2 separate regions of the Mus musculus genome follow, and region 2 is linked to region 1. The links are chromatin contacts, called in public Hi-C maps. All regions are on one chromosome and are shown on one strand. Each heading gives the region's core, a stretch centred on a gene start, on an enhancer-like site or on the middle of the called end of the contact. The rest is flanking DNA. Distances are from core to core; before and after follow the strand shown. Region 1 has its middle 38 kb from the start of Dusp27. Region 2 holds the start of Gpa33 (glycoprotein A33 (transmembrane)).

The links. Hi-C and Micro-C count contacts between places; a contact is called where the count stands out from the background.
Region 2: a Hi-C map of the N1E-115 cell line shows a contact between it and region 1, with 4 times the contacts expected there. The contact joins the promoter of Gpa33 here to the enhancer-like site in region 1. A contact is called at or near these places in 5 of 39 promoter capture datasets (the 3T3-L1 cell line, the C10 cell line, epiblast stem cells and 2 more), 7 of 484 Hi-C or Micro-C datasets (the AML12 cell line, CD4 T cells, LSK cells and 4 more), 3 of 115 datasets of contacts at active chromatin or transcription factors (double positive thymocytes, embryonic stem cells and pancreatic cancer cells) and 2 of 9 other capture datasets (liver and pancreatic islet).

What each region holds. Positions count from the first base shown.
Region 1 is chr1:166,087,220-166,093,558 of GRCm38.p6, reverse strand. No RefSeq gene overlaps it. Among named protein-coding and RNA genes, the nearest start is that of Dusp27, 38 kb to the left of the region's middle. Within about 2 kb of position 4,073, at least 24 of the 459 cell types and tissues checked have an H3K27ac peak or open chromatin away from gene starts, as enhancers often do. A contact at or near this core is called in the N1E-115 cell line, epiblast stem cells and pancreatic cancer cells, where this site is marked.
Region 2 is chr1:166,127,604-166,133,942 of GRCm38.p6, reverse strand. It overlaps Gpa33 (glycoprotein A33 (transmembrane)), which reads right to left and starts at 3,722. Exons shown (of 7, transcript NM_021610.2): 1 at 3,339-3,722. The coding sequence starts at 3,381. Dusp27 (dual specificity phosphatase 27 (putative)) reads left to right here and starts at 6,045. Exons shown (of 6, transcript NM_001160049.1): 1 at 6,045-6,151.

The DNA.
Region 1 (6,339 bases), core at 2,824-5,323:
AGGCGCGCACCTCTAAACCCATTGCTGGGGATGCAAAGACAGCTTGCTTAACTAATCAAGCTAGCTGAACCAGTGAACTCCAGATTCAGAGGAAGACCCTGCCTCAATCAATCAATCAATCAATCAATCAATCAATCAGGTGGAGAGGAAGTGAGGAAGATATCTGACATCAACCTGTGACTTCCACTGACACAAACATGTGCAAGCACAACTGCACTCAAATTGTACACACACATATGCATATGAGAGAGAGAGAGAGAGAGAGAGAGAGAGAGAGCGCACAAGTGGCCCCCAACTTTACTGGCAACCCAGTGCTGGTTGGTTTTGTTTCTTTGGTCTACTTGACACAAGCCACGATCATCTAGGATGAGGTAAATTTTGAGAACGTGCCTCCATCAGACTGACCTGTGGGCAAGACTATGGGGCATTTTCTTGGTTGGTTCTTGGTGTGAATGTGCCCATCTCAGTGTGGGCAGTACCACCTCTGGGTAAGTGGCCTGGATTTGTACAAGAACGAAAGCTGAGCAAGCCATGGGGAACAAGCCAATGTGCAACTTTCCTGTATACTGCCCACTTTGGATCCTGCCTCTAGTTTTCTTCCCTGTTTGATCTCCTGCCTTGTCACTCTTCATTGATGGACAATGATGAAGACATGCAGGACAGTTAAATCCTTCTCTTCCCAAGTTGCTTGGTCATAGTATTCACCACAGCAGTAGAAGGCAAACTAAGAGTGGCTTTATCTAATAATCCTGTTCTTTTTTTCCAACTTAACATTCTCTGAAGGTCACCTTTTCACTAGTAGCTCACCAGGACACTGTGCTATCAAAAGCTACATGAAGCAACAGACAACAGAGGCAATCTTAAGAAAGATGTTTTAAGACACTCATGAGAATTTAAAAAACAAAACAAAATTGACTTAAAGAACTATTAGCTATCTGATTGTGAACTTGACATTTTTTAAATGCTAACTGCATTTATTCTCCCAAAAACCTTCACTTCTCACTTTTATTTTATAAGAAGTTCTCCAAGCAAGATGCATCTCTCATAGCCAGTACTACATAGTTTTTTGTCCAATGCACCAACCTGTCAAATAGTGAGTTCACTGAGAATGCACCAGTCACTCAGTATTTCAAGGTTTCCAAACTGGAACTTGACATTTTTTTTTTATATTATATTTATTATATGTGAGTACATTGTAGCTGTCTTCAGACACACCAGAAGAGGGAGTCAGATCTTGTTACGGATGGTTGTGAGCCACCATGTGGTTGCTGGGATTTGAACTCTGGACCTTCGGAAGAGCAGTCGGGTGCTCTTACCCACTGAGCCATCTCTCCAGCCCTTGACATTTTTTAAACACATTAGAAAACACCAAAATACTAAATAAAACCTGGAGCCTCACAGCCAAGCTTGACAACACCCTTCACCTCCCTGGGGCCAGATAATATTGCACCACATACCTGCCCCCTAAGTTCTGCCATCCGCACCATCTCTTTGAACAAGTCTCTTGTTTCCCACAGCTTCACACTTAACAGCAGCGTGCTGAGCCATCACCTGCCTTAGAACCAGATAAATCTTCACAAAGCTCACACTTTTGGTACTTTGTATTCTTCTGCTTAAAACCTTCAATGGCGCCAGGTGTGGTGGCACACACCTGAGTTCGAGTTCTGAGTTCGAGGCCAGCCTGGTCTACAAAGTGAGTTCCAGGACAGTCAGGGCTATACAGAGAAACCCTGTCTCAAAAAACAAACAAAAACAAACAAACAAACAAACAAACAAACACCTTCAATGGCTCCTTGTTATCTATGGGATGAATGCCAAATTCCTTCCCTTGTCATTTGGATGGAGCACTCCCTGGAGCACCTTGCAGTGCTCATTCTTGGGCTTTTCTTCTGCCTGAGCTGCAGAGTCCTGCACCTATCACTCTGCCAGTATCCTGCCCCCTCTGGGGTTTTTCCAGCAGTGCCTTCCCAGTTCTGTCTTTTGGCCTCCTGGTTACCTGTGTCTCTAGCCCTAAACTCACACGGCACATGTTTGTACTCATCTCTGAGGCTCATCCCAGTCTACATTTTATTAGAGGAATTCGGCATTTAAAGATGTGCAACTTTCAGGATGATTGTGGGACTATAATTAAATAAGATTCTTTTAATGTGCCCAGACAGTTCATGGCATGCAGTAGACTTCAGTAATTGTACATTGTTATATATAATTCTATAATAATAATCAGTTATTATTATATCTGTTATTATAGACCATGTGGTAAAGTAGTTAAGAGCACAGCTTTGTAATCTAATTGAAAGACAGCCAATATGTATATTAAGTGTTTAGCGCATTCCAGGCACTACACTGAGAGATTTAACATAGCTTATCTACATTATCGCTACAATTATCTCCTTTACTCTTCAAAATCCTACTCTTTGGGTATTTTGCCTTAGTTTTAAAAAAAATATATGCCATGTTAAACATGGCATGATAGACATTGAGTATTCAGTAGAAATCGAGACCGAGTGATTTTCACCCTTTAGGAGATAACACTCTCATGAAGAGATGTAATAAACAAATGGCACTTTAGAACACTCAGGATATTATTCGCTTATTATCAGCTTGTCAATTTGTCTGTCTGACCCCACTCGGATGTAAACTCTAGAAGGATAGCTTATACTCTGGGCTGTATCTCCTGAAACTAAACACCAAGCCTGGTCTCAAGAGGACCAGCTCCTAAGAAATGTTTACAATGGATGAAGATAGTGAGTGCTTGGAAGGAAATAAACAGGGTTAAATGATGGAGATCAGAGGTAAGTGGGAAGGAAAGGTCACCCTAGATGGGACATTCAGGGAGATATCCCTAAGAGGGGGTCATTTAAATTGGAACCTGGAAACTGAGGAGGGGTTAGCTAGACAAAGTAAAGGCAGCTCCCCTGGAGAAACCAACGAAAGCCTTGAAACTTACAGAGATGAAGCAATGCATTGCTTGATATGATATGCCACTGGAACGCAAAACCCCAGTTGAAATCAAGTCAACCTGATTGCATGTCAGAGTTCACATGCATCCAGGATAGATGGCTTTTAACAGGTGTTTCCAACAAATGCCTGGCACAGGGCAATTGTGCCCTGGCAGTCATTTGCTGTGTTCCATGCTTTTAAATTAGTCCTATTCTGAAAACATAGAATAAATTCCTAGCTATGTAATTCATTATACAACACATTGAGCATTCAAAGAGCCAAACTTTCTCTCTTTAGTTTCATGATCCCTCCTACCTCATGAGTAAACAAGATGGTTAAGATGACAGGAGAAATAGCACCCCAGAGTGTGAGCAGGTCAGGGACACTCAGAGTTGGATGGTACTGCCAGGCTGGAGCTCAAGGATGGAGTAGGTCAGTCCCCCATCTGGGAAGTAGAGAAACCTCCTACTTCACTGGCTGCCCAGTGGAAGGAGCTGAAAGCATCTCTCTCCAGGGCACAGGGTGGCTTTAACACTCCAATAGAACCCAGTCTTGACAAGTGGCTACGCTTTTCAAGGCAATGCAGGGTACAGGGTAGGGGAAACAGGGGACAGGAAAGAAGCTTCAGATGTCACCAGAGTAATAATTAGTCCTGGCCCTGCTCTGTCCCATACCAGCTGCCATCAACCTGCTGTGATTTCATTTACAAGGGGCTGCTAAGGAGAACCAGACACTCCTCAAGGGAACACAGTGCCCTGCAGCTGTCAAGAAGGCAGAGAGCAGGCATGACTCACCCCCTTCGCTGCACTCTGAGAAGTCACCTTAAGCGGGCCTGGCTTGTACTTCTCAAACAAGAGTCCGTTGCAGACAAGGCCTCACACAGGAAAGCCACGGAGACAGCTTTCTGCTCTCAGCCCCTGTGACCCCCAAAGAGGGGCAATAAACACACACACACACACACACACACACACACACACACACACACACAATTCCACAGCTTTTCCTTTGGAAATCCCATTGGAAAGCCAAATGACAAGCAATCGTTCAGCTAAATTCCACTCACCTTAGAGACTGCTATGAAAATCTACAAAGCATGTTTTACACATGGAGGAATTTAGAGGGAGTGTTATGTGTGTCTCCCAAGTTATGTCATCAAGTCTTATCTCTAAATTTAGAGTAAAGACAATTCAGAGGTAGGGCCTTTAGCACATGATTGGTTCGTGAAAATGAGGTTTGTGTCCTCATAAAGTAAGTGGGGCCTGATCTTGCCTGCTTCCTCCACCTTATGAGGAGATGTTGAGAAGATAGGTCAGGTATAAAACCAGAGGCTCCTCACCAAACACTGAATTTGCTTCTGCCCTCACCTTAACCCTCTCAGCCTCCAGGACTCTGAGCAACATTCTTCTGTCTTTATAAATTACCTAGCCAATGGTATTTTGTCACAGTGGTCCACTTAGACTGACAAAGGGCCAAGTAATATCTTCAGAGTCACAGGGTAAAAAACCAAAGACCAGAGCCTCGGACTTTACAATTAGATATGTCTAATTTTAAAACCACTTTCTGTACTGTACCATTTTGCCCTTTTAAGAATCTAAGCCCGGGGAGGGATTAAGACAGCAATTACAGAGAAATCTAGACTCTAACTGCAGGGCTGCTGGCGGCCTGGCCATTCAAAAGAGACAGTTCCCGAACAAAGCCAGAGCCGGAGTTGGCCTTCCTGCATTTTGCGCGTTAACCGTCTCACTAATAAACAGTGCACTGCGAAAGATCGTGGAGAAGATGACAAGCATGCAGTCTCCTGGGACAGTTCTTAAATAGGAGCTTTACGTAAAGGATGGCATGTTCAAAGAGGTTAAGATTTCCACAGGCTTTCTCTATCCGGCTCCCGGGAGAGACACTTTCATTGCAGGGAGTCACAATATTTGTGCGTCTTTCAGACAGCTTTCCCCTTTAAAGCCGTACTGTGCAGGTAGCTATGTAGCTCTCAATTTATTACAAAGACTGCCAGAGGACGGCAGAGGGCTGGAGGAGGGGAGTTTCAACAAGGCTTTTCGGGCTGAGGCTCCCGGGAAATTAGGGTTCTGTTTCCAGATTGATTTCAGGGTGTGTGCATGTGAGTGTGTGAGGACAGACGGAGATATTAGGCAAATCACTCATCCTCATGAGGTCTCTCAGACTGAGAAAATGACTGCCCATTGGATGAAAGTGGGGTCAGGACAAATGTGCATTTCACACAAGGCCAAAATGTAGGCAGATAGCTCTAAAACTAGGCCCACTAAACAGATTTGTCCTGATGTCTGTCTGCTATTAGATAGATAGATAGATAGATAGATAGATAGATAGATAGATGATAGATAGATAGATAGATAGATAGATAGATAGATAGATAATAGATACATGGATGGATGGATGGATGGATGGATGGATGGACAGATGGATGGATGGATGAATAGATAGATGGGTGGATGGATAGATAGATAACAGATACATGGATGGATGGATGGATGGATGGATGAATAGATGGATGAATAGATAGATGGGTGAATGGATAGATAGATAGATAGATAGATAGATAGATAGATAGATAGATAACAGATACATGGATGGATGGATGGATGGATGAATGGATGGATGAATAGATAAATGGATGGATGAATAGATAAATGGGTGAATGGATAGATAGATAGATAGATAGATAGATAGATAGATAGATAGATATGATTTTGTTTTGAGACAGGGTCTTATGTATTCCAGGCTGGCTTTGAACTCACTATATAGCCACTGATGATCTTTTACTTCTGATACACCTACTTCCACCTTCCAAGTGCTGGCTGTACAGGGTTGTACCACCATGCTCAGTTTTATTCTGGGCTAAGGATCAGACTCAGGGCCTCCAGTAAGAGTTGCTGGGTAAGTACTCCACCAACTGGGATATCTTCCGAGACTTTGGTGTATATTTAAGTTTAGAGCTGCCATAAAGGACCCCACTGTCATCTCCATTCATCAACTCTTCTTTCACTGGACAAGCATCCTGGGGCTTAATGTGAGACAAGATTATTCTGGTGCTAGGACTGCAGAGAGGACCAAACACAGTGCTGCCTGCTAGAGAGTTCACAGGCAAGACTAGTGAGTCTTCACCAAAGGAAGGCACCTCACACAGCCTTATGAGATAGAAATCTCTACACCCACTTTAAAGACGAAGGAATGAGTTCACTGAAGTCAAATGATGTGCACAAAACCATATATCAGATTGACAGGGCTGACTTTAAAATGTATTTCTGCCTAACTGTAGAGCAAACAGTGTCTTCCCCATTCCCTGTGGCTTCCCACTTACAACATGCTCTACAGGAATGGCATGGGATCTTGAAGTCCACAGACTTTTCAGTTATACATAATTCA
Region 2 (6,339 bases), core at 2,473-4,972, 41 kb before region 1:
AAGAGCCTTGATTTTGTGCATAAACTGGAGGGTTTTTCTAGCAGCCTTTGAGGGGAACAGGTAGGCCCATGCTGGTTGCTTGGGTGATAATTGGGACTTGTCCGCAAGGACTTCGGTGTCATTTCCTGGCTCATTTTGGTCAGATCAGAGCTATTAGATGATGGGTCACTAGTGTGTCATTGACTTCTGGTACCTGTCTTTGCTCACTCTAATAATAGCAGCAATAATACCAGCATCCACTGAGAGTTCCACACAGGGTCCAGTTCTAAGGTCTTTGCCTGAAGAAACTATGTGACAGGTACAGTGGGCACTGGCTGCATTGGAAATTAGCCTCTGGGTTTTGCAAACCTTGGCATGGAGCTCTCGGAGGTGAAGTGATTTGCCTGTGCCCCAGTCAGAGGGAAGAGGTCCTCAGAGTGAGAGCATTAAAATGGGCGGGGCATCTGCCTGATGGGCAAGTGTGTTTTGTCAATTACTCTATTTAGAGATGTCATCTATGATAATGAAAGCAGACCAACGTGTGTGTGTGTGTGTGTGTGTGTGTGTGTGTGTGTGTGTTTACACAGATGAGAGGCCAGAGGAGGATATTAAATATCTTCTCCATCCCTCTTGACTTCACTTTTCGGAATCCCGTGCTGAATCTGAAGCTCCCAGTCTCGGCCTGGCTGACTTCCCATTACGTCCTGCCTGTCTCTGCTCCTCAGGGCTGGAGTTTCAGCACGCATAGCTATCCCAACTTTTTTTGTAATGTGGGTGTGTGGGTGCTAAGAATTTGAACTCAGATCCTCTAGTCTTCACAGCAAGCACTCGGACCCAGTGAGTCTTTGTCTCAGCCTCGTTTGCCATTAAAAATAATTCTAGGGCTGGGTAGGTGGCTCTGAGGTTAAGAGCATGAGTTGCTCTTGCAGAGGACCCAAGTTAGATTCCTAGCACTCACATGGTGGCTCACAGCCATTCATTGCCCCAGTTCCAGGGATTCATCAGGTATGCATGTGGTTCACATACATGCTTGCTAGCAAAAACATTCATATGCATTCAAGTAAAATAAATCTAAAAAAAAATCTAAGGTGCCAAATTAAACCACCTCCGTACAACCTTATAATATCTTCCACTTCCCCAAAGTTCAGTGAGCCTGGGCTATCTCGTGAACTCAGTGCCTCTCTCCCAAACACAATCAGCACAATCTATGATGGACATGATCAGGTAGGGAAGGGAACTTTCCATGATTCTTAGCTCCCCCACCCCCATCACACAATGCAGAACGTGATGCCTGCCCTCGAGGCCCAGGGGAGAGCACTGCCCAGAGGCTTATCGGTTTGATCTGTGACAGTACCCAGGATTGGCAATGACGAAGCCACCACTTGGCAGAGTGGTTTCCTTTGCCCCAGGGCTCCAAGACTTCTTCTTAGAGCAGATAGTCATGGAGGAAAGAAAGGTGGGGTGGGCATGTGGTTCTGAGCAGAGCTGGCAGGGGAGAGGGTGAGGGCAGAGAACACACTTTAACAGTGTGTCAGGATACACACACACACACCCCATGCTCCCACTCCACCACCCTCATCCCCCCATCTCCCACCCCTCAGCTATTCCTGCTGGCTGGGTTCACCCAGAGGTCACATGCCTCACACTCCAGGAGAAGGCCACCAGCCTGCTCCAGGCAGTTGAGAATTGAGGACATTTCTCATTCTAAGCTGGGCAAGTGACTGTGTTCTCAGTTTTTGGTATTTCCCTGAGCCAGTATTACTTCTTTTATGCATACATGTGTTAGTAACAGGGTAAAGAACACAGAGTTTTATACTGGTGCGTGCATGTGTGTGTGTGCACATGTGCGAGTGCAAGTCAGGTGTGTGCATGTATGCATGCATGTGCATGGAGAAAAGTCCTGGCTCAGGAAAGGGTCAGAAAATCCTGGAGCAGAGTAGGAGAGGGTGGCCGTGTCCTTCCAGCCTCCCTCTCCTGAGGCAAGCATCCTCCTTTCAGATATGAAGGCTGAGGCTGGCAAATCCAGACTTCCCATCCCTCAGGCACCCACACAATCCTTGTGCCCAATGAGGGACCGAGCAGATGAAGGAATGGGCAAGCCAAGGGGACAGGGGCATTTGTCTCAGGAAAAATGGACCTGCCCATAGAACTTGAACCCGCTAGGCAGAGTAACTGTCCCTCAAAGCCTTGAACTGATCAAGCAGTTGTCCTGCCTAGCAGGTTGTCCTTCACTCCAAAGCAAGGGTTCAGAGGCAGGCTGGAGAGGAAGCCCAGAGCCCTGGAGGATGTGCCGGGTGGTGGCTCAGTTGGTTCTGGGCTTGCCAGGGTGTATTGAACAGTGTGCTAACCAAAGCCTCCTCGGGGCTCCTGAATTTCCTGTTCAGCTCTCACTTCCTCCCGGTGGTTCCCAGATCCTGGAAGCAAGCTGCTGGACAAAGACACTGAACTAGGGTCTCTGAACTAAACTCCTCTCAGCGTTCCTGACCCCCGGTATGCAGACACCCTCAGGCACCCTGCCCTTCTCCACACAACTGCTTTGCTATTTAACACTTAGTTTCTATTCCGCCGCAAACCCATCTGATGCTGCTTTGAGAGGTGGGAGGAGGGGTTCTCTGCCAGGCAGGGAACACAGGGAGCACCGGCCTGTGGAAGCCTGCTTTCCAGCTTGTGGCTCTATGCAGGATATCGAGGAAATTTTTTCCTCTTTAAGTTTCCTGTGGGTGACATAGGTGCTAACATGTTTATGGTCGTGTCTTTTTCTAATTTTAAAAAGACTGGAAAACCAAAACCAAAACCTAGATCAATGGTTCTCAACCTGTGGGTCGCCACCCCTTGGGAGATGGAATGGTTTACCCCCCCCCCCCCACAGGGTCCTTTAAGATCGTCAGAAAACACAGATATTTACATTACGAGTCATAACAGTAGCAAATTTGCAGTTATGAAACAACAATGACAATTTTAAGGTTAGGGGGTCACCACAACATGCAGAACTATATTAAAGGCTCAGCACATTAGAAAGGTTGAGAACCACTGCCCTAGGCAGTAAATCTATCTAGATCCACACCCTGGCGTTTTTGAGAGCAATCCTTAATTTCAAATACTGTGTCTAACCCTTTGAGTTTCTCATTTCAACAATGGACTGGGGGTTGTTTGGGAGCTAACGGAGACAAGGACTGTGTTGATTTAGGACCAGGCCTACAAACTGCCCCCACCAAACAGTAGAATGTATAGCTCTGCTCAGTGGGACAGAGCACTGCTGGGACCAGGGGAAGTGAGGGACACTAGGACTGCCTCTGCTTCAGCAGTCGGTCACACACCCCACCCATTCCCCAGAGCTGGCAGCAGAGGGGCGTACTCACTTGCACAGAACATCCACACCACAGATCCTGCCTTCCCCAACATGGTCTGGCTCCTTTCCCGACACAAGCCCAGTCTGGAACTGGCAGGGCACTGGACAGGTCTGGGCTGTCTGGTTAAAGCTATGGCCTCTGGCCTGGTTCAGCCTGTAGTCCCTGTGACTCTCCTCCAGCTCACCTGGGCCAGACTGGGCCCACATGCCCCACCCAGTCAACGGACTGGCAGGTGAGCTCACCTATGGGGTGAGGCCCCTGCTCCACCTACTCTATGAAAGGCCCCAACAAGAGTCTTCTTCCTTCCTGGAGCCAGCCATCTTCCTGCCTTCTCCCTCTTCAGCAGGAGTGCAAAGTCCTGTGCTTCTCAGAAGGTGTGGACCTCTCATAACTGATGGGATGTTGTTGCTGTGTAATAAAAAGGGAGCGAGCTCAGAAGTGAAAGCTAGTAAAAGCAGGGTGTTGCCCACACTTGCTGAGGCACATTAAGACCCGGCATTGTCTTTTTCTTTGCCCTTCCTCTCTTCTCTGACTCCCACACTGGGACAGAAATGTGGTCTCGGAGGACACAGGAAGTTCCTGTGTTCAGAATTGGTACCCGGCTTGGGAAAGTAGCAGATACACAAGAAACCAAGATGACAATGTATCTTAGTTCTTCCTCTCAGTTTCTAACACCATAGTCTTGTAACCTGGGAGCCCTGAAACCTCACAGTCCCAAAACAACTGAGATGTTTGTTACCTTCGAATAAATGTAAGAGGTGAACCGAAACACCTTTCATCCCAGCACTCAGGAGGCAGAGGCAGGCAGATCTCTGTGAGTTTGAGGTCAGCCTGGTCTGCAGAGTCAGTTTCAGTACAGCCAAGAATATCTATAGGAAATAGCTCTCCGGGAGAGCTATCTGATCAGGCTCTGCCATAGATACTCTACATTATAGAATATGTACAAATGATATTATGTCATTTAAATATTTTTATTTAATAAAATACCTTAGAGTTTTTTTGCATTCATACATACAGCACTACTATGTTCTGCTTAATAGGTAATGAATAATATCACACCACGTGTTACCTTTTCCAAGTTTGTTCATATTTCTACATAGTTATTGGTCTTGGGCTTCCTGGTTTCTAGAGTGTCTTTGTGTTCTTGGGAAACTCACTTTTGATAAAGTGATTACTATAAATGCTTTCCCAGGTGTTGCCTTGTATTACAAATTCCCTGTGTACAGTGATCTTTTCTAACTACCAGGTTTAGTTGGCTTACAAACTTATTGCTTTTCACCTGTTACACTTTGCTTAGTCACAGTTTAGCCTTCTCCTACTGTATATGATGATTTTCCAGTTTCTGGACACTGTCGTCAGGTTATCTTACTCAGGACAGACCCCCTGATGCTGGGTCTCTACTCTGGCTCTCTTGCTGACTCTGCAGCCCTTAAGAAATGAACGGACGTCCATCTGCTCCTTAAATTGTCCTGTAAGGTGTGCTAGGATTCACTCTTCAACGTCCCTTCCCTTTTAAGAGTTATCTTCCAGGGTGTGTAACCTCTGTTCTGTCTCTACTTAGACATCTAGCCGGCTGCGGCTCGTTCTTTCCTGCTGCAGGACTGTGCACTGTGCTCTCTCGGCAGCCCCTCCCCACTATTATACCCATTATATTTTATCCAGCTTATCCTTTAAAGGCCTGCTCCTACATCATGTCTCCCACGAAGCCTTCCCTGGCTTCGCAGCTCAGAACTTGCTCCTTCTTGAGATTCAGTGCAGCGCTCTGAGTCTCTTCTAGGGCAGGAACTCCACTCTTACACTTCAGCTATATTTAGTCTCTGTCTAATGCCTCCTAATAAACTGTGAGCTCATTCATTCATTCAGCCAATCTCTGAGGCTACTACTCTGGGCACGTTTCCATCTAGCTAGGAAGACAAGGGCTATGAGTCTAACTAACTTAGTCAGGTACAGTGCCCAGTGCATAGGAGGTAACTAAGAAATATTTACAAACGTGGAGGCAGATGGAAAGATGGATGGATAGGGGAGGGGTCACTGTGGAGAGGGTGAACTGGAAGCCACCAGAAGCATGGAGGCAGGTAGAAGGAAGGATGCACGGACTCTCAGGACGTCGAGCATGAGAGGGTTAACTGTGGGCAGTTGGGGACTGCAAGGATGGTGGCAGAATGTCATGAGTTCCACCATAGAGTGGGTCATGAGTCTTTTGGAGTTTATCAAGTCTTCCGAATTCTTACGTTACTCCCTAGTTGCAACTGGCCACTACCAGGGCCATGAATGGTGAGGCAGAGATATGAAGGGAAGGTACAACTTGTTGTCAGGCTGGTCTCAAGCCATGACTTCTCTTTAATCAAAACATGGTGTTCTCCCCATGCCTGGCTGAGGGCCAACCTGTTCTGTATAATTGGTATTTTCCTTTCCTAGGCTTCCTCCAAGATGCTATGAGGTAAAGTTAAGTTCGTTCCAAATGTGCTGATTTGGATTATTTTCAGAAAGTGCTTTGAGGAGCCAGCCTCCTGCGGGAGATGGTTTTCTCTAGGTCCTTGTGTCACAGCATGAGCCTGTTCTAAACCCACTGCTAAACATCAATGTCTGAGAATCAGCCGGAAGGGAAAGGGTTAAGTGAAGCCTGCATTCCTTCCTCCCAGAGAGCTGCCATCCTATGGGGCCAGAGGCTAAATTTAGAGACTGGCTAAGGTTTCTTGTTAACAGCTGTCCCTCAGAGCAGAAGCACACCAGAGAAGAGAAAGCTCCCGTCCCTCTCTAGACCAAACTTCTGGTCACTTTCCTGGGGTTCTTGGTCCTTGGTGAGGACACACCAGCACAAGGTGAGTGTTCGTTCCCTTCTGTGGTGAGCTGGGACTTAGACTTCAGGGGTGCCAGTCTGCCCTGAGTGTCAGGCCACAGCCATAGCTGGGACTAGCTATCAGGGACTTTTTGTGCCTTAATAGGTAGGCTATGGGGTGGACCTTCAGCCCAAGGCCCTGAATGACACAGAGTCAATAAATATCACTGA